Linked DNA regions of Mus musculus: regions 2, 3, 4 and 5 are each linked to region 1. The links are chromatin contacts, called in public Hi-C and promoter capture Hi-C maps. All regions are on one chromosome and are shown on one strand. Each heading gives the region's core, a stretch centred on a gene start, on an enhancer-like site or on the middle of the called end of the contact. The rest is flanking DNA. Distances are from core to core; before and after follow the strand shown.

Region 1 (5,386 bases), core at 1,195-3,694:
TACAAAGAAATAAAAACGCCCACGTTAAAAGCCAACAAGATAATGATTGTGCATTTCTCTCTCTGAATGTAGAGGGCAAAGCTTGCGTCACTGCCACTCGGAGTTACCATGGTGAGTGATTTATTGATATATATCAGAATGAATAGATCAAAGGCAGTGAGATGACAGGTGATCAATCAAATGTCAAATCAAAACTAGCAATCGAGTGGAAAGCTGATTTTTCAGTGGGTGGGTCTGGCAGGAGAAAAATGAACTTTCCTGTTCCGATTCCGAGAAACAAAACCCCAGCATACTATTAAAAAAGCAATTAGGCAACCCAAAAGGGAAAAGGAAAAACAACAACAGCAACGACAATAAAAACAACAGCAATAACCCTGAAGATCTGTTGTGGGACCTATTGAGCCGATCTGATCCTTAGGGGAAGGGTCCCTGCAAGAAAGAATTCCACAGGACAGCTCCTAGGGTGGTAGTCAATTCCACAAAGTTTCCAAAGCTCTATCTGGCAGAGAAAAATCCAAGGCTGTTTAAATTTCTACGGGGTTCTCTCCCCCATCCCCACCTGGCTTTAAGCAAGAAAGGGAATGAGATTTCTATAAACGGTGAAACCTTTTAGAAAACACGTCCAAAACCCCACTCATTTCCGGGGGTGCCTTTTGCACCTTGGCGACCAATGCTACACCCTCATGGCTCACAGCTCCAAAGCCAGCCTGCAGCCCCAGGCTTGGCCATGCCACACACTTGCAAGCCCTGAGCCCCAGCGACTGGAGACACTGTCCCTGGAGGCCAGAAGCCATCAGCACTGACCTCTCAGAGGGATGAGAGGGGGCTATCTCCCTCCCCCTGCACCCCAAATCCATAATCCGACTTTGGTTCCAGAGGCAAGAAGCCAGACTGGGAGAAAAAGTTAGGGGTGGGGTAGAGGGTGGAGGGAGGAAAAGTTTAAACCAGGAAGGTTTGGTGGGACGCTTCCCTGCCACCACCACCCAGAGGGAGCCTGGAGAGGGAAAGATTGGGGAAATCATTCTGGGGTGATGAAGAGGGCACCCGCACGCTAACCCTCTTGAAAGCGCCAGGGGGTGGCGTCCCCGCCAGCCCCAGGCCAGGAGGGCGGGCGGGCGAGCCGCTGTGCGCCGGGCTCAGGGGCCGGGCACCCGGAGCGGAGCCATCTCTTACCTGCCGCCCGCTTGGGTGCCTGCTGTTTCCTCCTTGGCATCGCTCTACTTAGCTCCAGTCTCACTTCTGGCGCCCCAGCCCCGAGCCGCGCGCGGGGGCCGCAGTCTCGCTCGTCTTTCTGTGGCTCCTAGGACGTCACTCGGCCTCTGTCCCCCTGAAGATCCCCCTGCCAGCGCTCCAGCGCGGGGCCGGAGACCCCCTCTCTGGGTGGCAGATATGTGGCTCGCGCCTGCTGCTTGCAAGTGGAGGTTGGTTCTGCCTTGTTTGTTTGTTTGGTTTTTTTTCCCCCTCTCTTTTTGTTTTGCTTTTGGATTTTTTTCTTTTTTTGGTTTTGCTTTTTGCTGTTTTTTTGGTGACTGGTGAGACACTTGATTTCTTTATTAAACATCCAAGACGGGGTTCAGATGGCAGGGATGAGGGGCGCACACGCGCCACGCGCACACTCGCGCTTAAAGATAAGGGGGGAAACAATCCCGGGAAGACAGTGGATTTCTTCTTTTTCTTCTTCCTTCTCTTTCCCTCCTCCTCTTCTTCCTCCTCTTCCTCCACCTCCTCTTCCTTTACCACCTCCTCCTTCTCCTCCTTCTCCTTCTCCTCCTTCTCCTCCTCCTCCTCCTCCTCTTCCTCCTCCTCTTCCTCTTCTTCCTCCTCCTCCTCTTCCCTGATCTTGATGGCGGATTCGCGCTGGGGAGAGATCACTCACTGTAGGTTTGTTGTTGCTGTCAGATCCCCGTCTGTGAGTGATATGCGAGAGGACAGGAGCGGGTTTGGGAAAGACAGAAAATCTGGAATTCACTCACACACACACACACACACACACACACACACACACACACACACACACACACACCACACATACGCACACGCACGCTCGCTCTCACACACAAGCACTCTCGCTTACACACACACACACACACACACACACACTTACACTCACACTCCCCACATATGCTCTCTCTTACACACACACACACACACACACACACACACACACACACACACACACACACTCACACACACACAAGACAGGGCGAGGCGATGCCAGCAAACATCGATCCCGGCTGAACAAACTGAACATTAACAAACTCCTCCTCTTCTCCCTGCGACCTGATGACAGGGAGAAATTTACTCCCCAGCCGCAGAGCGCCAGGCAGAGGGAGTCTATTAAAGGGACAGTGTCCCGCCTGGGAGAGGAGCTGGAGAAAGAGGACCCAGCCGGCTTGGCTGCAGCCCTGGAGGCACCCACCTCCTCCTCACTGGGGCAGTGGAGTGTCCGCCTGTCTAGATGCCCCTCCAAGAGGAAGAAAAGGGGGAGTGGGAAGGAAGGGGGCGGGGCTCTGGCAGAGTTGGAGACAGTTAGAGTTGGAGATTAGAAGGGGACAATCTAGGTTTGCTTGGGAGACAGATTAGGGGGATGGGACTATATCCAGTCTCAACCTGTTCTCCAGCAAATAACCTCCTCTCACTATGTAAGTTCACATTGCTTTAACTTCCACCTTCTTGGAGTATTGGGATTTTTTTTTAAACTTCTGCTTCCTGGGCAGACTAATTACATAACCTTCATTGTGTTTCCTTCCAATGCTGATATTTATTGAGCACCTATGGTGCACCTGTTATACAGTCACCACAGTGACAGAGAGTGGGGAAGTCCAGATTGTGGCTGTTATCAAGGGTGAGAGGAACAACATCTGAAACAACTTGCCCCCTGGTGGTGTTCAGTCACTTCCCAGAGGTCTACCTTGCTGAAAATTTGATGTCCACCTTTCTCTATTTGCTTTCTCCGCTGGGCTCATCAAGGAAGGTGGATGCTGTGCACAGCTCGCTCTTTGGGTAATTGCCTCAGATCTCACTAGAGTATAAGTTCTTAGGGAGTTGTGCCCTCGTTTATCGTATTCTATCTCCCAATGGTGCCAAACAGAAAACATAGAGCTCCACCCCCAATAGTGCAATAAATGAAGAGGAAGCAGGGCATGCTGGGAGTACAACTTCAGAGTGGCCCGGATTGGTTAAAACTGAGTGTTGTTTTGGGGCTGAAAGAGGAGTCCATTCTGGAGAGTCTATTGTAGCTGAACCCGGTCTCCCTGGGTACCACTGCACACGGGGAGGTAGGTACCTTTCAGCACGTGTGAACAGGATGACCCTGTCCTGAAGACGCTTTCCTTCCTTCCAGTTGGGTAGAAAGTCAATGACAAGTGGGAAGGCAGCGGAAGGAGGTAGAGCTAGGAGCCTAATGAACCTGATACTGGGCATTGAACTCAGGGCACCGTACATACTGGGCAGGCAAGACATCATACATGCTGGACAGGCAAGGCACAATGCATGCTGGGTAGGCAAGGCATAATGCATGCTGGGTAGGCAAGGCATCATACATGCTGGGTAGGCAAGGCATCATACATGCTGGGCAGGCAGTCTATCACTAAACTATGTTTCTGATCCTCTTCATTTTTTTCTTAAATGTTGAGACAGAGGTCTTGCTAAGTTATTCAGGCTGACCTTGAACTCATTCTTAGATAGGTCTTCAAACTTGGGATCTTCTGGTCTCAGGCTCCTGAGTAGCTGGGCTGATAGGCCTGAGACACAGACTGTCATGAATCTGGAGTATGAAGAAGGAAGGATGTTTACCAAGTGGGGCTGCCTGGGGCAAGTCACAGATAGGTTCTAACCTTGGAGAAGGAGGAAGTTGGGTGACAAGGAGACTCTTGCGAGGGTGGCCCTTGGTGTAACAGTAGAAGCTCCTGGTTCGTAGCCCTCCAAGCCCACAGAGGCCTTTTTGAGGGTGTGCTCACCTTGGTGCTCTGAAGCAGGTTTTGCATCCTTAGATCTGTTTACAGTTTGGGCCACACACTGCTTACTGGAGATGAGTGTGGTCCAGTACAATGCAAGGTGCTTGCTTGGCAGCATCCAGGCATCTAGACACCAGGCCCCTCCCTCTGCTCTGATGACAGAACGTTTCACAGACATTGCCCAGTCTCCTCTAGAGCCCAGATTTTCCCTGCTTGGAGACGGATCACCTCGGATTTTCTAGACAGGAACCTTGCTGCATATGGGCCTTGTTCTGGAGTTGATACATTGAGCACTTGGACTCCAGTATCTCATGCAAACCACTTGCTCCTTACAGTCTGAGATCTTCTGCCCAGAGACCACCTTCTTCTTCTTCTTCTTCTTCTTCTTCTTCTTCTTCTTCTTCTTCTTCTTCTTCTTCTTCTTCTTCTTCTTCTTCTTCTTCTTCTTCTTCTTCTTCTTCTTCTTCTCCTTCTCCTCCTCCTCCTCCTCCTCCTCCTCCTCCTCCTCCTCCTCCTCCTCCTCCTCCTCCTCCTCCTTCTCTCTCTTCAGGAGTCAGACAAAGTTAATGCTGCTGACTTTAAGATCAAAGCATACTTAGATACAACTGAACAGCACTAGGGGTGATGTTGCTTCTGTGGCCACTGTGATGGACTCTCATCTGGCTCCTCGCTCCTCCCCACTATGTATCCACTGGTAATGAGGCTTGACCAGTGAAACCTCAGATGCCTCCCATATGCCCCTTACCTCTTGCCACCCTGACCCTTCCTCACGGGCAATTAATTACCAGCTATGACTAGTTCAGTGCAGTCTTTTTCAGCAGTACTTTTGGGCCACAGGAAATATAGCTCACCGGGCCCTACCCATCAGCCACAAAGTGCTGTTATTGTCACTGCTTGCAAAGTACCAGTTAGTCATCTTCAACAGCCCCACACAAGTCTCTGCCCCACACGTGTAGTACAAGTGATTACATCACCTGGCCTAAACCACCCAGACAGCTCCCACCCCTTATTACAGCCTAATTCTTTGGCAACTGAGGCAGAGCAATCCTGTATTATTATGGCTAGCAATGTTAGCAAAGAGGCATTAACCATGGTTTCTCAGAATACGTTTGGAGAAAGCTCCAAACTTGCACATACACCATAGGGCACATTACAGGACCAGGAAACACAGACTTAGGAGAAGGGGTGGGTAGTAAGGGCTCATCATGAATTTGCCATCTTCTCTGGAAACCTGTTGCCTTGGGATTCATATCATGCTCAAAGCAGCATTTGAGAAACTTCTGTGTTCTATATAAGGGGATACAAGGGATTGTCCTAAAATATAGGCGATGGTAGGATGCTGTTCTAGTTAGCTTGGCTGTTGACTTGACACGAATGTAGTGTCACCTGGGATAAGAGAACTTCAGTTGAAAACTGCCCAGATCACACTG
Region 2 (4,844 bases), core at 214-2,713, 280 kb after region 1:
AAGATGTAATTGTAATTTCTGTAAGAGAGAAGTGTCAAGAGACTGAGAATTTAAAGTAATGGTTGTCCTTAGAGTCTCAGCAAGAAGGATACACACACACACACACACACACACACACACACACACACACACACGGTGTGTGTGGAAGGGCTATGTACCCAGACTGGGATCTTTAGGGACATCAACAAGACAAGGTTGCACATCTGGAGTAGGAAGGTGGAGTTAATCAACAACCCAGGCCTGAGTAACAATAACAAATTCCATCAAAGCCTGGACAGGTCACTGAAATAGAAAACCCATAGACATCGCTAGGAGAGGCACAGCCAGGTCTTGGGCATACACCTGGGAAGGGGGAAGGGAGAGAATGTCCCAAAGTCTCATAGTCACCTCTGGTCTTTGATGTTCTCAATAGCTACAGTCAGTAGGAAGCTGGCGAACAAAGAACCCAGAGTAGGGTGTCTAGGACACTAAGTGTAGTGGCTGCGGGGGACATGGAAGACATCCAACACGAGGTTCGAGTAAATCACATCTTTTATCTCTGGTATTGCATTTTGCACAGGGACAATGCATTCAAGTGAAGGCAGTGATGGAGAAAGGGGGATGGTCGAACCAGTAAAGGCAGCGACAGGAAGGGAAGTTAAGTAGCTGAGGCAAGCTCCTACAGGAATGCCAAAGAAGAGACCCTCCCTCAGCAGAGGGGAGTCAAGTTGGATCACCTGAAGAAGGGGTGTCCAAGTCAAACACTGAAAGGCTGGGAGGGATGAGTCAGGAGAGAGGGCAGACTGGGTGTTCGCAAAGGCTGTAAAGGGAGCTGGGCCATAGCTTGTTCTTGGAGGTCAAGAGTAAATCTGGAGAAAGATGAGAAGCAAGACTGGAAAAGGAAATAGAAGGAGCTGGAGAGAACTTTGACTGTGACAACAAAGAGCTCAGATTTCATCCTCTAGACAAGGAGGAGACACCGCAAAGAGTGACAAGCAGAAATTGCTACTTTCATGTTTTTCTCCAACTCTACTCCCAGCCAAGTACATCCGACGCTGTCAACCTCGCAGCAAACACAGACCTGTTTGTCCCTGTGCTTGACAAGAAGAAAGTGAGTGGCGAGATTGGTTTGTCTCTTTGATCCATGGCAAAGATCCACATATATGTGGTGTATAGAGTGTGTGTGTGTGTGTGTGTGTGTGTGTGTGTGTGTGTGTGTGTGTGTGTGTGTGTGTGTTGCATATGGGTCATGTCGCCTTTGGAGAGTTGAATGTCTCCATGAGAAAGGAAATTACCAATATAGCTCTCTCCTGGCCACTGCATCCCTGAATAGAGATAGCCAACATCTCCAAAGACAACCTGACACACCTTTGGCATTTAAGAAATCGAAGTCTCAAGATTCTAACATCATGAGCCAAGGCTAGATTAATGACCTTTCAGACTACAGGCTCACAGAATCAGAAGTAGGTCAGCCTCCCTGGGACACTGAAAGGTGTCAGCTTCCCATTGGTGGAAGCCACCAAAGGAAAGTGACCCTTGTTACTTTGGTCACTAATTGATCTGTCCTCCCCCCGCCCCCCGCCGCCCCCATTTCAGATGTTGAGAGAATGAATACAGACTTTCTGGGAAATGTTACCTCTGGGTTTTAAAAAGGTCACATGCAAATAGAAGCACGTGGACTCCCTCTTGGGTTCCCCATTTGCAAGCCACCCGCTTGAGGACACGGGTTTGTTTGCTTTTTCTCTAAGTTTCATTTTCATGATTGCTCTGACATTGGGTGTATTTATACAATAAACCAAGTGCTATCATGGTCTGACCAATGAGATATCAGGGCCATGGATTGTTTGAATCTTTATTTTGTCTAAAACTGTGTTCTGAGTCCAGAAATAAAAATGTGTCTTTGAGCACCCTGACACTGGGAAATACGTGGGAGAGATTCCTAAATCCCATGCCCTCTGTGGGTATGATCTGCTCTCTCAGGCTGTACCATTTTCAGAGAGTCACAGGGTTCTGCTGATACATATTTTTTTTTTCTTTAACCTTCTTTTCCTGGACTCCTACTGTTGCTGTATTTAAACATCAGGGCTTTCCTAATGTCATTTCCTAAGGATCAGTAGGTCTCCCCAAATTGAACCCATACCTTATCCTCATTATGCTTTTAAATGTTTCTCAGTATTCAGATTTATGTTTTCTGCAGGGAGAGATGTTTGGGAGGAACCATGGCTTTGCCACAAAGGTTCTGTCTGGAATAGTGACCACTTTCTGGAACAATGGTCCCTCCTATCTGGTTCTGATGAGAAGCAAGAGGGACCCTCTTTATCCCCTCTGACACATGAGAAAGGTACACAGTGGGCTGATGCTTCCAGGAGATCCCTTGGTCATAGGTGGATCTAGAGATGGTTCTGTGTCTAGTGCCAAGGCCAGTCAGAGAAACCAACACTGTATTTTTGAAACTTCAGACTAGGTCATCAAGTCCTTTGATCCACTTACATTTCTGTGGTGACAGGAGCTAAGAATCCATGAGGGAAGTGTGTAAGGCCATAGACTGCTAGCCCTGCCATTGTACCCAGGGGCTATGACATGGGATAGGATCAGAAAGATGGAGAAAGCCTGATAATTTCCCTGAGCACATTTCAGAGAGCACCCTTATGGGGCAACTGATCTACCAAAGTTCTGCAGCCTTGGTTTGAATAAGTTTTGCATTGTGGTGGGTCCTGGAGATTAGGTAGCCATCTTTGATAGAGCTTAGTGCTTGCTAGCATCCCACGGCCCATGAGGAAATATTTCAGTGGATGGTGGAAAAGCTCTCACATCTGAGGGATCACTGTGTGAATGAGAAATCTCCAACAGCAGGTTTTGTGATCAGCAAACATAGAGTCAATAATGCTGAAGATGGCTGCTGATGGAACCGGGTATGGTTCTGTGAGAACACTTTGGGGGATTTCTAGAAAATGATAAAGAAACATTCTTGGGTTGCCAGGGGAGAGGAAGATGGGAACTCTGATTCCAGACTGACGGGGATCCAAAGCTTTACAATGAGGAAGCTAGATACCGAAAAGTCCCACACACTCTCTCAGCTCCTTTCCCTGAGCAAAACAACGTAAGGAAGAGAGGGATCATTTCCGCTCACAGTTGAGGGTCCAGTCCATCACAGTGGGGAAACCAATGCAGCAGGAGCTTGTGGCGGCAGCTGCTCATGCCGCACGCACAGTCATGAAGCAGAGAGAGATGGACGCTGGGGCTCAGCTCACTGTCTCCCTTTCACTCAGTCCAGGACCCTACCTCAGGAGAAAGTACTACTCATATTCAAAGTGGATCTTCTCACCTCAAATAACTCATTCTAAACTTGGTCACTCAACGCTCTCGAGCCTGTTTACGGTCAGTATTAACTATCACGTACACATAGGAGAAAAGGACATTAAGAGAAGACCTCTAAACATCAGCCTCTCATGGGTCCCACTTCTGCTACAGTGTAGCTACGAGACTGCTTAAAAGCCTAAAGACTCTCTAGAGTGTTTTATTTTCTGTAAAATAAATCTAACAGCTACAACTGTGAGATTTCACTATCTTTTTGTCTTATTTATATGACATAATATGTGCAAAGCATGTGGCCGTACTGGCCACACAAGACTTCATAGTGTCATTAATTAATTTAGTTTTAATTAATTAATTTAGTTAGCCAGTATTTAAAGTTATAATTGGGGAGTGAATAGTTGAAGGTATCTGAGTAACTGCATGACAGGATTATGGGCTGTGGACCTCCGCAGTGTTAAACAGTGTCAGAAAGCAGCAACTCTTAAGCTTTTAGCTCTCAAGGTTTCTTTACCATCTTAAAAATTAATGAGCTGGGGCTGGAGAGATGGCTCAGGACTTAGGAACATTCTCTGCTCTTGCAGAGGACCTGAGTACAGTCCCTAGAACCCACATTGGGCACCTCACAACGCCCTCTAACTGCAGCCCCAGGACACCCAGCACCTCTGGCTTCATTGGCCAGCCCCAGAAACATGTGCATGCATGTCATGAACAATAGAAATAAATTTTTTAAGCCCCAAATACCATGCAAAACGGAAAGCAAAAACATTTTAAAGCTTGGTGAGTTTTGCAGAGTTTTGATTTACCTGGCTCTTATTGGTCAATACTGGCCAGGGTAGAAACAGAAACTGGGGATCTTTTTTAAAGTGGGTATTTTAAAAATCATGTTAAATAATAATAAGTCTATAATAGACAATATCAGATCTGCTTCACAGTGACATATATAGCACATGTGTATATAAAGACGATCATAGTTTCCAAACAACAACAACTAACAGAGTTAGGAAATATATTTTAAATTGTTGTGTCATAAAGAGCTGGCTTGTTGGATCTTTTTTTTTAAGATGTACTTATTTTATTTATATGAGGACTCTGTAGCTGTCTTCAGACACATCGGAAGAGGACATTGGATCCCATTACAGATGGTTGTGAGCCACCATGTGGTTGCTGGGAATTGAACTCAGGACCTCTGGAAGAGCAGTCAATGCTCTCAACTTCTGAGCCATCTCTCCAGCCAGGCTTCTTGGATCTTGTTCGTTCAGACTGTTCTCATGCTGCTCCAGCCGAGCAGTGAGGAAAATCCAGTCTTGCGTGTGTGTATGGTTTAGAAAGAAGAGAAAGCGTCAAGAAGTGTTTCAGACAAGTCTAATACGAAACAACCGCTTCTTTTTTGATATCATGCTCAGACCAACAAGTTTTGAAAAGTTTGGTTACATTATCAAATCTGCAATCTCTATAAAATTGCTTCTCTTGTAACAAAATCACTTTACTTCTTACATCAGCTTGCCAAGTTATGAGAATATGCCAGTCTGGCTTTATACTAAGACAATGAA
Region 3 (5,000 bases), core at 2,389-4,888, 320 kb after region 1:
CCTAGCACTCTGTCTGTCTCTCCTTCTCAGTGCACACACTGACATGCCCAGCCTTGGAGTGCTGCTAGACATCCAAATCCAGGTCCTCAAACTCAGCCTCCTTCAGGAAGCCCTTCACCCACTGCCTCACCTCCCCAGTCCCTCATCCACTTTAGATCTCTGCAAATGGTGCTACCGGGTGATCCCACTGAACCTGGCCTGAAATGGAAGACCAGAATCACTCTATGGGGTCAATCAAGACAATGCAAAAATAAATCACAGCACATTTGTCATGCCCATCAGTGTTGGCCTGTCAGAACTCCCCGAGTGGGAATAGCTATGAGGAGCTAAGAAAATGTCTCCCCTCCTCCTTGACTCATTTCTGCTCTCTCTGAGAAAAGCCAATGGTGTGCTTTTCCAAAAGTCTCCCAAATCAGCAGCCTCCAGCAGCAGGGAAGAGAGGAGCATTGTTATTCCTCCACAGCAAAGCAGTAGCATATAATTAAATCATTAAGAGGCAAATTAACTCTTCTAGCAATGCTTTCCTAAGTGTTTGTGGGCAAACCCATTAGCAAGATGCCAGTAAATCCCAAAATGCCTTTGCCTACAGACTGAGCAAAAAGCTGCTTCAGAGACCTGATGGGAGGTGCTCTGTCCAGGTGGTTTGACCTCCTACAGAGATGCATTGGAGGGGCGGAGGGAGGATGGAGGAGTAGCTTCTAGGATTGTGTGCTGTGACTATACTTCCTAAGCCCTTGGAGAGGACAGCTGCCAAATCCCCCCTCTGAAAGCTAACAATAAATCTATTCTTCTCTTAAGAAAAATATTCAAGAGCTTTTGGGCTCTCATCAAATACCTCCCATCTTTCTGAACTCTTTCAGCTTGGATTATTGACTTTCCAGAAAAGGTCTAACTGTGGGAGTGAAGGGGGTAAATAGAGTGTGTTTTCCAGCGGGACCCTTTGGAGATATTTATTTAACAGGGTTTTCAGAATAACGAATGTGAATGTGAAGTTGGCTTCGATTTGGGAGCCAAATATATATTTATGCTATTGACTGAAATTCAAGTTGGCCAATATGGTTGGCTTGTCAGTGGCCTTCAATCCATCGGGTCTTGAGTGTTTCCATCAATACGGTTGATCGTTCTTGTGATGACCTCACTTGGAGCATTTAATAAATTGTAAACAACTCGAAAGCATATTGGAAGTCAACACAACTCATTATAGCCATTTATATGCCCATCAAAATCCTAAGGGGGGTGCCCGACCTGATTGGAAGTTTCCTCCAGAGCCATACAATAATTTTAGCTGTGAAAGGAAATTTTATGGCATGTAAGATTAGACCACACTCATGCAAGGTCAAAAATAATAGAATCAATAGGCAAACTCAATAGTGTTAACATCGTGAGAAAATTACTACGAGAAAACAATGTCAACGGCAGATTGAAACGGGTCTCCAAAGTCGTCCCATTGATTTCCTCTCACCGTGGCGACGTTCTAACTCTTTCTCCCACGTGACACGGAACGTTTAGACATTTGTATTTTTCTTCAGCTCTCCTATGCACAGGGAAGATTACCTTTCTCTGATGGATGTCGGATGTAAGACACTTCTGCTTCCAGAACTGAGTGTGGGCATCTGTTTCCTGATGTACAAGCCCCAAACGGGTCCTTCACAGAGGGCTCGGCTGAGAAGGATCAGAAGTTATTTTCCCTACAGTAAGGCATGTGAGTACACATGTAAACAGTGCTGTTGACCAATGACCAGCATTATGCTGGAATCACATGACCTCGGCTCCGTGGTATGGGTAGTGTTGGTGATAGAGGAGAAATAGCTGTTTGACGGTGGGCTGCGGGTGATAGAGGTTACTGCCCATTAGAAATGTGTGCTCCTCTAGCCCAGCAAGCTACCCCACTCCCTCCTGTTCGACTCCCTGTGTCGATCAAGGGCCTCCTCATACCAGCCACCCCTCCTGTCCCCCAGTAACCCCTGACTCACTCAAGCCCAGCCCTCAGGAATCGCCATTCATTTCTCTCTTCCTTTCTCCCACAGCAAATGTCTACTGCCCTGGTAGTTTTAACTTCAAACTTCATTTCTGAATCTTCCACTGAGCCCTATCTCTGATGACTCACAACAGTCGCCCCTGGCTTCATTACCTGCTTTTGTTTTCTCTACTTAGTAGGCCATAGTTACTAATGTAGAACAGAATTCACCTAATTTCTGTCCTCACACTCCTTCTATGAGGCGCCACAGCATGCTGACTTAAAGCCTGGGCCTCTCTCATAGGCAGTTGCTCTGCTCCCCTCTTCCATCGCTGGCCTTTCTAGGTCACTCTTGTTCTTTGATATTAGGGACTTTAACACTGGAAGGCCTCAAGTCTGTGTTTTTGCGTGTGACTTTGCTGGCCCTACTGTTACGTTAGTATTTGTAACACACCTGAACATCCCTAAAGCTGTGGACAGACTGTATAGCATACACACATACACATACTCATACATACACACACACACACACACACACATACATATATACATACACACACACACATACATACACATGCATATATGCACACACATACATACATATACACACATACATACACATGCATACATGCACACACATACATACATATACACAAATACATACACACATATATATAGATACATACACACATATACATACATACACACATACATATATACATATACACACATGCATCCATACACATACATACATACACACATACATACATACACACACATACATATATACACACACATAATACACATATACAGAGATGTCAACAGAAGACAAACATTTCAAAATTCCGAAGGTGCTGGATTTTTTTGTGTTAGGAATGTTCAACTACTAAAACCTCTATAAACATTCCAAAATCTGGAAGCAAAACTCAAAACTTCCAGGCGTGGACACTTCCATACCCACAGGTTTCACATGCAGGCCCCATCGGACCTGAGGGCCTGTGTTTTGACACAAATCCTCCCCTTGGGTTCTGCTGCTGGGAACACAACCTAAGGCACTTCTTTTTAGAAAGAATTTTTCCTGCCATGCAGGAAACAGATAGCAGAGTCATGTGTAAGTGTCCAGGGTTATCCAGATGTGAATGACATGGCCAGACAACTGAGCATGCTCAGAGAGTATGCCACGCACGAGGCAGCCCCTATGAGATGGGATCCCAGATACGTATAGCACAGCGAATGAGGAAGAAAAGACCATGAAGGGCAAACTCAAGACGTATGCAAATTATCTCTCAGGAGCCAAGCAGCTCTTCACCGTGGAGAGCGAGCGGATGTTCTTAGAATATCAGTTAATAATAGCAAACATCCCCGCTAACGAGGGCTGCAGACACACAATAGAATTTAATCGCCGGTACCACAGCCTCACAATGGGAAATTACAATGCCCTGAATAGAATAGGTTTCATTTTTCAAAGTGAATATTTTGCCTTTACAATCTCTCAGTGCCAACGATGCTCTTGGATTAGAACTGATTAGAGAGTCTTTTATCGAGAAACAAGGCTCTTGGCTGTTTACACAGATTGCTAAAGCTTTATCCAACTGAAACAAAAACTCTTTACACTCCTCTCCATCCTGCCTCTCCCAGAGCCTTTGATTATCTAGAGAGGACTTCCGCTGTCTGTCTGTTTCAGCAAGGCATCAAGATAGGAGGAGAAACAAGAGCTCTAGGGAGGTGCTGAGAGCTGAGATCCACTCCACCCACCCAGCACTTGGGTGGGTCCCAGCATCTGGTTCATACTCTCCTGGAGTGACTCAGTACTTACAGATCCATACCAGGACCTACTGCCTGCCAGGCTCCGTTATAGGCGTAAGCCTAAAGAGTAGCCCATCCCAGTCTCTGACCACATAGATTATAAAGTGTATTCCTTGCACTGGTAAAATTAGGGGGTAAAGCAGAAAGAAGCATATGTTCCTAATGGGTTTTCTTTTCAATTTCTCGGTATTCTGTAAATGTCTGCCTTCTTTCTAATGTTGTCCATTGCAACTCAACTGTGTGTTGTATGTATTCTACAGAAATCATTATGTATGATCACAGCAACTCATTCTTTTTGCCTCTTAAAACGGATTTTGAGAATTTCATGCACAAGCTCTCTTTACATCATTGCTGTCCCCTCCTTCTCATCCCCCAACTCCTCCTGTGTTCTTTCCGCTCCTCGTGACCTCACCTTAAACTATTAGTGTCAGATATATGTATGTGTGTGTGTGTGTGTGTGTGTGTGTGTAAAAATATAACCTGCTGAGTCATTTAGCATTGCTCGTGTGTGTCCTTGTGTATACCTGTGTATACATGTGTGTTTGTGGTGTGTGTCTGTGTGAGTACATGTGTATGTGTACATGTGTGTATATGTGTGTATGTGTATGTGGTGTATTTGTGAATGTATACGTGTGTGTGTGTGTGTGTGTGTGTGTGTGTGTGTGTGTGTGTGTGTGTGTGTGAGTGTGTGTGTGTGTGTGTATACACGTGCGTGCGTGTGAGTGTTTAAGGCTGGCCACTTGGGATTAAGTAATTTATGAGGGGACTCATTCTTAGAGAACACTGATCCTTCCTCTCTCAGCGTCCATTTACTTGTAGCTCTTCATCTAGGGATATAACCTGGAGCTGGAGAGGTGAGACAGCGGTTAAGAGCACTGACTGCTCTTCCAGAGGTCCTGAGTTCAATTCCCAGCAACCACATGGTGGCTCACAACGATCTACAATGGGAGCCTTGCAAGATCTCCTTCCCCTTCCCCATCTATCTGACATGTTGGCTGACGTTGCCATTGTGCAAGTCTTGCTTAGGTGACCATATTGTTGAGATTTCCTGGATGCAACTCTCCTGACACAATTAGATGACATCATCTTCCTGCAGGCATCCTAGGCCTCTGGTCCTCACAACCCTCCTGCCCACTCTTCCATGATGTCCCCTGAGCCTAACGATTTGGGGATTGCATGCACATGCATCAGTTGGGTCAATCTGTACCACGGTCACTTGTCCTCAGGTAGAGCCGTT
Region 4 (5,285 bases), core at 2,074-4,573, 290 kb before region 1:
GGTTTTTTCGGACTTCTCTCAATTAAATGGCTTTTAAATGGGAATTAGCATCAGGAGTCAGGAGAGTCCAGAAGCTCGGAAGAAAGAAGAGATGACGGGAACAAGAATTAGGCCTCAGATGTATAATTTGTGCCCAGCAAAAATACGATCTGAGTTTTGACTTGACTCTAATAAAATATGCATTTATTTTATAAGCTTGTAACTTGCCAAAGCAGTTGATGTAGACAGTCTTTCTTGGTCATCCTAACTGATAGGAGCAAGGCAGGGGGAGATGGGGAGAATGAAGCATAAAACATTGGGAGTCTATGGAGTGGAATTCCACCTGGTGGATGAGCATCTGTGGAGCTGAGCAGAGAGTCATGCAAGCATGAGGACCTGAGCTCCAAGCCTAGAATGCAGGCGAAAACAGTGAGGGTGGTGTATGCTTATAACCACATCCTGGGGAGTGAAGGGAAGGCCTGGAGCTCGACGGCTGGCCAGCATAGCCTGCTTAGCAAGTGCCTGGCCAGTGAGAGCTCCTGACTAAAACAGTGTGCATGGTACCCGAAAAAAAATCACACCCATGGTTGAAAACCATGTATGAAATGAAGATGGTATCCCCCTAGTTCTTACTGGTGCCGAGACCTCGGCCAAGTTATGCCAACTCTCTAAGAAGCAGCCTGACTCCCATGGGAATGGGGCTTTTGAGGGCATTGGTGGCCAAAGGATGCTTGTTCTACAGAAAGTGGTCACTGTTGATACACACGAAGCGTGGAAAAGTGGGTGGCAGCCCAAGGTGGCTTCTGCAAGCTTCTTGGTCCAGGGGGAAAGGCAGATGGACTCCAGGAACAGCTGTGAGGTAGAGCAGTTGCTTGGCTGCAGGGTTTGTGTCTGAGCCTGACCACTGGTCCAAATCCCTATCCTCTAGGGTAGAACTGAAGACATAGATCATTCACATTTGTAGCCTCCAATGTTAGGGGTCCTCAGGCTTCTTAGCCCACTGTCCTTTAGTTTGGTCACTGGTGTCACATGGTCTACGCTTTCCTCGTAGACCAGCACCCCACAGTCTCAATAGTTAGTCACTGCTACAAAGTCATTGCATGGGAGGAGGCAAGACCCTCCATGTCAGTGGCCAAAAGAAATCTAAGGAGTCACTCAGACAAAATTCCAAATCTCTCTTCCTCCTCCTCCTCTTGTTTTCACTTAATAATACCAACCATTTTTCTTGACCCTTTGTCGTTCTTTTTGGGAATTAAAAACAGGATATGCCAGTATCCCATCTCAAGGGCTTGGTTGGAAAGAAGGGGATTCCTTAAGATAGAAGTGGCAGTCTTTCCATCAGATGGACAGACCGAAACCTCCATTCAGCAGGTGATGTTATAAGCAAGCAGGGGTGAAAGCTACCAACCCTCTCCTGGGTTTCAGAAGGAACTCAAGCAAGGCAGGGCAGGGAACTCTACTCTCTCAGTCCTGGCTTGAATCTAGGTACTAATCCTGGATTCCCAGATTCCCTACGCAATTCTCAGTACGTATGAGTGATATTTACATCCACAATATAATAAGTTTTTTTTCTTGTTGCGTGATAGAGATTCTGTGACATGGAACGTCAAAGCCTAACTGAAGATCTGATTTTGCTCTGTGTGTTTTTGACGGGGGTTCCATGGGCTGCTGTGTGGACTGTGGCCTTTCCTTTAGCTCCTCAAGGGGGAGCAACCACGTGGCTTTGCTTCATCCCTCAAGCTCACCCTAAATAAGCATCTACCATGTAGGCCAAAGGTTGGTAAAAGCTCGCATAAGAGATAAATAAAAGGCATTTTAGTTTTCCTGGGTGTATGTAGTCCCCACTGCAATCCTGAGAGCCTTAACATTAAAGCGTAAAACCAACCATGACATATGAAAGCAAGTGGTACGGCTGAGTCCCAATAAAACTTTATTTATAAAACAGGCAGACAGCCAGGTCTGCTAACTCCTGACTAGGATAGCACTGTGTTAGGTGAGTCAGGCAGAGAACCCGGAGGAACTGAGTACCCGAGGTTTGACTCTCTCTCCTTTGGCTCAGCTGCTTTGTCATCTAAGCAAACACATTCACTTACCCAGGTCCATTTTTCTACAAACGCCCAGCCTGACACCAGCGGTACTCTGGTTTGCTTTCCCAGAGTGTCTCTGTTGGGGTTTCTATTGCTGAGCTAAAACACCATGATACAAAGCCACTTATCTCAGCTTACAGCTCCAAGTCCCGAATCCCAGGGAGTCAGGGCAGGAACTCAAGGCAGGACCCTGGCGTCAGGAACTGAAACTGAGGCCCTGGAGGAGACTGGCTTTCCGTGAATTGCTCTCCCTGCTTTCTTACAGTACCCAGGGCCACCTGTCCAGGGGTGGAACTAATCACATGAGCTTGGATCTCCAACATTCATCATCAATCAAGAAAATGACCTATAGACTTCCTATTGGCCAATTATGTGAAGCATTTTCTCAGTTAAGACAGCCTCTTCCCAGATGACCCTGGCTTGGGTCAAGTTGACATAAAACTAGCCAATATACTTATGTTTCCGGAGGGACCAGATGAGGCAACAGATCTCAGAGTGTTTTGACTACATAGAATATGTGTTTAAAGGGTACTGTTATAATTATAGTTTTTCTTCCCAGAAATCTGTGAGCTTCTAGAGACAAGCTTGTATCTTTTAACTCTGAATTTCTGTTTTTTTTTTCTTAGCACATTCACTTTTATATACCAGACACACTATGACTGTTTGTTAAATAAAAAGAAAGCTGAAGAACGGGGCTGTAGCTCCGTTGGTGGTGTGCATGCCCAGCGTGCATAAATCCCGGGCTGATCTCCTGACCACATGAACTGGGTGTGGTGGTCCAGGCCTAGAACAACTCGGGGGATGGAAGGAGGAGAATCAGGAGTCAGAGTCATCACGGACTATACAAGACTCTGTAGTGTTGGGAATTAAACCCAGGGCTTTATGTGTGAGGCAAATGTTTTAATGGGCTATGAACTCATCCCAAGAGATAGTCAAAGGGCAATAGCCTTTGAAGGAGATCCCAGCATAGTGGTTCGGTGTGTGTGTGTGTCTCAGGGGTGGGAGGGGAGCTTCCTTTTATACCTGAATTAGGCACAGGCCACACCCAAACACTTGTTTTCACAGAGAGATTCTTTATTAAAGGGGGGAAGAAAAGTTAGAGCGGCCACTCTCTGTGGCTCTGGCAGACACAGACCGGCAAATGACCTTGCAGGTGCAACGTCTAAGAAGAGAAAAGGAGAAGGGCTGTTAGAATGGCCTAGGAGGCTGTGCTAGGTTTTGATTTGGCATGTTAATTAGGTGAGTCAAAAGGGGCTTTTTCATTGCTGGACTTCAATACTTTGATTGCTGGACCTTGATAGTCAGCCTCAGGAGGAGGAAGTGGCCAAATAAGGGAATAGACCTTGGTGGCTGGCTTTAGGAATGTAATCTAATGGTTTTTAGGGAGGCAGAGGGAATGGGGGAGAAGGGCAAGGACTGCCAGAGGCAAGTTGCTCCAGCTGGCCAGAGTCCCTTCAGCCTTTATCTGTGCTACTGTACTCACTAATTTAGACTCATGATGCAGACATTTGAATATGTAAATAGTAGGTTATATGAAGCAGGGAGAGGTGGGGATGGCAGTTAACTGGAGAAAGTGTACCCTATGCAAAGGGACCACGGTCCTTAGCTCCAGGGAGTCTATGTGGCAAGGTGGGCCTTCCCCAAGAGTTTGAGAAGTTGGAAATCTATGTATTTAACTCCATTTCTTGGGTTTTTAAATATTGGTAGTTAATTCTCAAGTCTAAAAAATCGATAACCCTTGTCGTCAGACCAATTGGAACTCTTGTAATTTATAGAAGATATAAATGGAAGTCATAATTAAAAATAATTAGAAAATCCTTAGGTTTCACTGTGGTACACCCCAGCCTGAATGAACGGCCTCTCCTGTTGCTGTAAGATCATTTAAAAAACAAGGCCCTAGAGCATGCCCTGACATCACTATTCGCTGTTTTTCTCTTTTGTTCTGTTTTTAGTTCAGATCTTCCTCTTTGGGCAAGTCTTCCCTAAACCTGCCTGAAGCAGCACTGTGGGGCTGGAAAGTCATGTGACTGGGAAACCAGTCTGGAGCAAGAATGAGGCCGTTTCCAAACCCTGAAAATTTTGTCCCGAGCCCTGCAGGCGCAGTGCTGTCTTCCCCTTGCTTTGGGCCTGTATGTCCACTACATGGAAGCCTTATGACCTTCACCTCCACCACCCTTGAGATAGTCCTGTAGCCTGGTGGCCGAAGTATAGGTTAAACTTCCTCTCTCTCTGTTAGGACGTGCCCAGCAAGCGCATGTAAATGAAGCATTCTTGAACCTCAGCCTCAGCCAATGATGCTTATTCACTGTAAAACCCCTACCCACTCCCTAAGCTTTATATAGCCCCTGCTGACCCTCAGATAAAGAGAGCTTTCTCGCTGAAAACCATCTCCAGAGAAGGCTATTTCTCCCCCACTCACACCATCTGAGTCCCGCTAACCCACCCACTCAGCTAAGCTCCGTTCCTTTCAGTCTCGCCCACTGTGTAACGACAGGTGCCTGGATACCCTGAGCGCAGAAGCTGACCTGGGCCAGCATGGCATTTCTCCCTGTTCTTCTCCAAGCTGCTTCTTTGGACTGGGCGTAACCTTCTTGAAGCAGCTCTACTACGATTTCCGGAAGACTTGAACTATCTCAAGTTCTGGCCGTCGTAGCCGTTGAACACACATGTGGAATGAGTCACTGTGTGGATCTACTGCATTAGACTAGGTGCTGGGAGATAGTGGGCTGTTTGGTGCCCAAGCGTGAGGAGCCCCCCCCCCCCAGCTCCCACATAAACACTGTCTGCAGAGTTACTGCAATCTCAACACTAGGGAGGTGGATACAGGAGGAGTCTTGGAGCTTCATGGCCAGCCAACCAAGCTAAATCAAGGAGTGTCCCAGGTGCTGTAGGAGACCTGAATACATACACACACATGTAAAAAGCTTGGACCCGTATACAAGCACCACATATATACAGACATGCACACGCATGCACACGCAGGAGCGTGCAGAAGATACCCAGACAACTCAGTCACCTACCCTGCGACCAGAACACAGATGGGAAAAGAATTTCCGTAAACAAGAACCTGACCATCAATATCAACCTCAGCCTTACTGACCAGCGACTGACTCCCGACACTGGGGAACATCCAGAAATCTGTCTACATCCTGGCTTTTACACGATGTCTGCGACTCAGCGCTTGCTAAGATCAGCCTCTTGGCAATGGCTGTGTAGATT
Region 5 (5,201 bases), core at 1,252-3,751, 330 kb before region 1:
TCAAGGATGAGTTGGTGAGTCAAGAAACTCAGGTCAATTTTCTGTGTGTGTGTGTGTGTGTGTGTGTGTGTGTGTGTGTGTGTGTGCACATGTGCAGGTGTCTCTGGAGGCCAGCAGAGGGAAGCAGAGTCCTTAGATCAACAAGTGGTTGTGTGGTGCCTGATGAGGGTGCTAGGAACTGAACTCTGGTCCTCTGGAAGAGCAGTGAGGGCTCTTAACCACAGAACCAACCATCTCTTCAGTCCTGTGCTTGATTCCTTAGTAGAAATTATTTTTTAAGTATCCCCCATTTCTGACCTTTGGAAGCCACACAATACTAAATTGGCTCATTCATATCTTTTATGAGAACTCATGCCTAGAGAGTCTCAGCAGGGCCTGGACATTGCTTATTGCTTGTTGTATGCAGGTATTAACTAACGCAACCCCTGACAGAACTCTTGATGTAGGGTGATTATTATGGACTTCTACAGAGGGGGAAATTGAGGCACAGTCTTACAGTTAGTGGCAAAGCTGGAACTGAAACCCAAGGTGGCTGGCCCCCAGACGTGCTCCATCTTGCTTGGTTCTGTATTTGCACATTCAGGTACTTAGCCCAGCTTAGAGTCACGGAGCAACTTAGCCCATGAACAAAGCCAGACGCCAGCTAACATACAGGCTATCAAAGTAGGCCAGGTCATTTCATTGAGTTAAACTGCTTTTGATGTATGATCAAGTGTGATTATAATGATTATAATCTCGTTAGCTTGCTAGCCTTGTGGGGCTCATAAGGCAACTCCTGAAGACATACTGCAAAGAGTCTTTGCAGGAGCAGTAACCACTGGAATGAATATTTCATCTTCCCGGGGGAGACCGCTTTGAAGAAAAATGTCTATTACTGTGGGCACCCTGAGCTCATCTGCTTAGAAACAAAAAGAAAACTGGATACAATGAGGCAGATCATCACACCACTGCGCAGCATACAAGTTCAGTATCCTTCATAAAACTGGCCCTCCTCTCCCACCCAGCTAGTCTACAAAGAAAAACATGTACAGGCCAATTTCAGTTTGGCTTTGTTTTTTAACGTCTCCCTCCCTCCCTCCCTCCCTCCCTCCCTCCCTCCCTTTCTATTTCATAAACTGAAAGAAACACAGTCACCACCAGCATTTTCTGGCTGTCTTTCCTTAGTCACAATTCTACTTGCTTGGTTTTCTTGTTTTGTTTTATTTTATTTTATTTTTATTTTTTTTTATAGCTTTCATGTGTCCAGACTGTATTTACAGGATACCTACTATGTGCCTGGCATTGTTCTTGCTGATGAAGACACACTGCAGAAAGAACAGGCAAGGCTTGCCTTTGGGGCGCACACATCAGCCCCCCACTTCCCTTTATGGACACAGCACATTTGCGTTGCGGTTGTCAGGGGGTGGGTACCATTCGGCTGCAGTGACCAGTACACCTATGATTATTACTGTATGCAGTTTTACAGCTTAAATTCTTTAAGAAGGTTTTGAAGAGTTTCTGCTTTCAATTCTTCTTGATATATACGTTGGAGTGGAATGACTGAGTTATGTGGCAAATTCATTTTCAGCTTATCAGGGAGTCGCTGGGTGGATCCTCTCTCAAAGCCACTCTACTTACATGCATGACTCTGCATGTATGAAGTGTCCTGAACAGGCAGATTCCCAGTCACAGAGAGGAGATGACTGGTTCCCAGGGGGCCAAAGGGGAGAAGTCGGTTGCGTGTGTGTCTCCCTGTAGGGATGAGGAAAACGTTCTGAAATGAGGATGTGGTGTAGATGTGCACTTCACATGGCTAAAACAAGATTGGGCTCAGTGGTTAAGAGATGTCCTGCTCTTGCAGAGGACCAGAGGAAAATTCTCAGTACATACATTGGGCATCTCACCATTGCCTGTAACTCCAGATCCAGGAGGGCCAACACCCTCTTCTGGTCTCTGAGGGCACACACATACACTCTTAGCCGGGTGGTGGCAGTGCACACCTTTAATCCCAGCACTTGGGAGGCAGAGGCAGGTGGATTTCTGAGTTCGAGGCCAGCCTGGTCTACAGAATGAGTTCAGGACAGCCAGGACTACACAGAGAAACCCTGTCTCAAAAAAAAAAAAAAAAAAAAAAAAACAAAAACAACAAAAAATACAACCCAAAAGACTAATTTTGTATCCTATGTGTTTTACCCTAATTAAGCAAAGCAAAACAGAGAGAGGAAAAGATCTGACAAGGTCCTAATCTTATGGGGCACATAGGTTAATGAGTGGAGACCGACCATAGATAAATCAATACTTCATACATTGTATTCATCTGTGCTCTGACAGAAGAGGTGCTGGGAAGCACTTGGGTAGGATTTGGGTTGCCAGACTGTGAGGGGACACGGGGCATTGAGAAGGAGGAGGGGCAGGGAGTCCAGCTGGGGCTGTGTCATTATGATGTCACATGTGACATTATGATGTCAGGGGTATTCAGTTGGAAGGTTCTTTTGGCCATAGGGAGATATAGAGAGAGCTTGTAGATAGTTTTAGCTGACATGACTCTGGGAGGGAGGGGGTACCCCCTCGGAAGAATGGGGTACTCCTCCGCTTTCCAACAAAGAATCCCCTGTCCTGAAATGACCTCAGAGGAACTGGCTGAGACACTCTGACCTAACCATGCAGATCCAAGGCTTAAAATCTGCTGGAAAAAACCCAGCCAGTTTTATATAGCGTGCAGGCTCACGGGTTGTTCTGTGTGAGTCATCTGGAACCCGGGGTCTGGCTTTGACTTGTGTCTGCAGCCTGAGGAAGACGAATGTTCCTTCGGCCAGTTGAGTCTGAGAATTGAGGACATTCACAGCTCTCACTCTGTGTCCTGACCTACGTGACTCAGACCTGGAACTGGATGTATTAGGGTGTGGGGAACTCTGCAGGAAAACCCACAATTCTTATCCAAGGGCAGGTTTTAGCCTAAGCAGAGAATCCGTGCCCCATGCCCTAGTGGAAATGCCTTTTTTTCATGACAATTTAAGATGGACACTGTCTTCCTGCCTTGCCACCTTCCCTGTGGGTTGAATCTACCCGACACTACATTTTATCCAGGGATCAAGGCTAGAAGAGATGAATCCACAGAAGAGTCTGCGACCATGGTGCCTGGGCTTTCTGTGCAAAATGCTACAGCCACAATAAGATATTTACCGTCTTTATCGGAAGATCAAACCCACCCACAAATGTCACATTGCTCAAATTCCATCAGTAGATCAGACAAGCTGTCTCTGGGAAGAGGACATTCCAGCCAGCAAGTTCAGAGCGCACTGGCTTCGAGGGCCGGTCCCTTCCTATTTTCTGTCACACACCCTGAGCCTTTGTTGTCTCCGCACTGCTGATAAATCAATCCATCAAAAAATTTCCTCAGTGAAACTCAATCAAGAAAGGTCATGTCAGCGGGAGAGGAACAGATTAAATTAGCATCAAATTAGACATGGAAAGTGAGTTCTGTCAAAATCATCGCAGCGCTCAGCACAATTAGAATATGTTAATTATGCATTTCATTAAGGTGGATGTGAGATGAAATGTCACTGGGGTAGGCATCCGAAAAAGGGAAGATTGCCAGGCACAACTTTCTCTAGACAATGTGTGACACCTTCATTACCATCAAGAATCGCGAGTCTGCCGTGACTTTTTCTGTAAAGGATTAAACCATTAACTGTTTGCTGTCTCCTCTCATTCGTGCAAAGGGGCGGGGGGTGAGGGTGGGTCCCCCTATCCTCAGAGCCGACCACTCCCTTCCAAGTGACTGTCTTGCTCTCAGACCGCCATGGCCCCGGGGGCTGCTGGGAATGCCTGGTGGGCAACAGGGTGGTGGCAGGCTTTAATGAACTCCTTGGAATCCTGCCACTGCCTTAGGGGTGGCGAAATGCTGGGGATGGGGAGAGGAGAGAAATGAGGGGTGAGGATTACAGAGGGAGGGGAGGAGGAGCGAGGATCTCGGCCCCAGTCTTGGGGATGAAAGATATCATCAACATAATGGGGAACGGGAAGGGGGGGGGATCCAATTTCTAAACGCGCGCACCCAGCAAACTCTCATTTGGTGAATTCTTTTGCACCCGCGCTGAGGCTCTGAGTCATGGTTACCAAGAGGCTCTGACTTCTAGCGAGGCAGCTTCATCAGATGCCGCTTAGGTGCTCAGCACAGAAGGCTGCGACTCTGAGCAGCCCCGTTCCTCTGAGACTACTGCTTGGTTCTCCCACCCCCACCCCCACCCCTGCTTTTCTTTTTAAAACCAGGGCTTTCTATGTTAGCGGGAGGGTGGGAAGGGGCTCTAGGTGGGTTATTCCTGACCTTGCTTCCTCAGGTAATTCCTTTCCTCCCTCCCACCATGAGCCAAGCATCCAATGTTCCAGATCAACTTAGTTCATTAGGAAGCTTCCGGTGGTGCCTTGTGGTGGGAATCTCTGCTTTGTTCTCATTTCTCTTGCACAGGCTGGTCTGTCTCTTGGCGGGGGGGGGGGGGGGATCCCTGATTCCAGACTCTGTGTCCCCTCGTTCTGTGCCTTCTCACCCACAGTGCGCTCTCTCTCTCGCGCGCGCGCACACACACACAGAGCACACATCTGTTGGATTCCTCTACCTCAAGTCAAAATGAACATGACTTCCTGCCAGATGTGTCCCTCACCGACAAGCCTCTCCTACATCTCTGGGAGCTTCCCCCGGGCACACATGGGATGCTGGACTTGACAGAACTTTCCAGAGTTAATATTTGCTGTTCACACCCAAATGACACATCCTCTCTCTTTCACACACAATATATTGATGACAACCCATTGTAACTGATATATGTATATGTGTGTGCGTGTGTGTTTGTATGTATGGTTGTGCGTGTAATTGTAAGTACATCTTAACAAATGGAGAATAGGTCGCGCTATTTAATATAGTGCATGTTTTGTTTTTGTTTTTGTTTTTGTTTTTGTTTGAACAAGTAAGAAACCAGAAGCCTCAAATTTTATTTTTGACCTTTCGAAGCTCAGACCCATCTCTTGCAAGGCAGCCAATTGGAATCCATCTTTTATGCTTAAGGTCGTACAATGCCACGGTCCTACTTTCTCCCTCCTGCGTGTACCACAGGAATATGATTCTGTTGGTTTACCTGAGTCACACCCTTCTTTTTCCTTTTCTCTATTTTGTTTTTTACTCTACTTTTTTTTTTTTAAATCAACCAACAGCTCTTGGCTTTTAG

Evidence for each region. Promoter capture Hi-C pulls out the DNA fragments that hold promoters and counts their contacts. Hi-C and Micro-C count contacts between places; a contact is called where the count stands out from the background.
Region 2: a Hi-C map of liver shows a contact between it and region 1, with 3 times the contacts expected there. The contact joins the enhancer-like site here to the promoter of Tshz2 in region 1. A contact is called at or near these places in 10 of 39 promoter capture datasets (cranial neural crest, embryonic stem cells, frontonasal cranial neural crest and 6 more), 9 of 484 Hi-C or Micro-C datasets (embryonic stem cells, granulosa cells, liver and 2 more), 9 of 115 datasets of contacts at active chromatin or transcription factors (differentiating embryonic stem cells, embryonic forebrain, embryonic hindbrain and 6 more) and 1 of 9 other capture datasets (adipose tissue).
Region 3: a contact with region 1 is called in a Hi-C map of the N1E-115 cell line, with 4 times the contacts expected there. The contact joins the enhancer-like site here to the promoter of Tshz2 in region 1. A contact is called at or near these places in 8 of 39 promoter capture datasets (the 3T3-L1 cell line, embryonic stem cells, liver and 3 more), 2 of 484 Hi-C or Micro-C datasets (the N1E-115 cell line and cortical neurons) and 5 of 115 datasets of contacts at active chromatin or transcription factors (cardiomyocytes, embryonic forebrain, embryonic hindbrain and 2 more).
Region 4: a Hi-C map of Sertoli cells shows a contact between it and region 1, with 3 times the contacts expected there. The contact joins the enhancer-like site here to the promoter of Tshz2 in region 1. A contact is called at or near these places in 2 of 39 promoter capture datasets (both in liver), 6 of 484 Hi-C or Micro-C datasets (Sertoli cells, granulosa cells, liver and 1 more), 4 of 115 datasets of contacts at active chromatin or transcription factors (embryonic forebrain, embryonic midbrain, forebrain and 1 more) and 2 of 9 other capture datasets (adipose tissue and liver).
Region 5: a promoter capture Hi-C map of liver shows a contact between it and region 1, with 5 times the contacts expected there. The contact joins the promoter of AY702102 here to the promoter of Tshz2 in region 1. A contact is called at or near these places in 8 of 39 promoter capture datasets (the 3T3-L1 cell line, cranial neural crest, embryonic stem cells and 3 more), 3 of 484 Hi-C or Micro-C datasets (adipose-derived mesenchymal stem cells, nephron progenitors and reprogramming fibroblasts) and 2 of 115 datasets of contacts at active chromatin or transcription factors (embryonic limb bud and forebrain).

Annotation. Positions count from the first base shown.
Region 1 is chr2:169,629,567-169,634,952 of GRCm38.p6, reverse strand. Tshz2 (teashirt zinc finger family member 2) reads right to left here and starts at 2,444. Exons shown (of 2, transcript NM_080455.3): 1 at 1,174-2,444. The coding sequence starts at 1,213. Gm34294 (a long non-coding RNA gene) reads left to right here and starts at 4,475. Exons shown (of 2, transcript XR_003953971.1): 1 at 4,475-5,386.
Region 2 is chr2:169,348,435-169,353,278 of GRCm38.p6, reverse strand. No RefSeq gene overlaps it. Among named protein-coding and RNA genes, the nearest start is that of Gm39994, 24 kb to the left of the region's middle. Within about 2 kb of position 1,463, at least 2 of the 459 cell types and tissues checked have an H3K27ac peak or open chromatin away from gene starts, as enhancers often do. A contact at or near this core is called in hepatocytes and liver, where this site is marked.
Region 3 is chr2:169,310,234-169,315,233 of GRCm38.p6, reverse strand. No RefSeq gene overlaps it. Among named protein-coding and RNA genes, the nearest start is that of Gm46788, 14 kb to the right of the region's middle. Within about 2 kb of position 3,638, at least 6 of the 459 cell types and tissues checked have an H3K27ac peak or open chromatin away from gene starts, as enhancers often do. A contact at or near this core is called in the N1E-115 cell line and embryonic stem cells, where this site is marked.
Region 4 is chr2:169,917,464-169,922,748 of GRCm38.p6, reverse strand. It overlaps a transcript of Tshz2 not described here. Among named protein-coding and RNA genes, the nearest start is that of AY702102, 43 kb to the left of the region's middle. Within about 2 kb of position 3,323, at least 16 of the 459 cell types and tissues checked have an H3K27ac peak or open chromatin away from gene starts, as enhancers often do. A contact at or near this core is called in Sertoli cells, adipose tissue and granulosa cells, where this site is marked.
Region 5 is chr2:169,960,487-169,965,687 of GRCm38.p6, reverse strand. It overlaps AY702102 (cDNA sequence AY702102), which reads left to right and starts at 2,501. Exons shown (of 1, transcript NR_131974.1): 1 at 2,501-3,675. It also overlaps a transcript of Tshz2 not described here.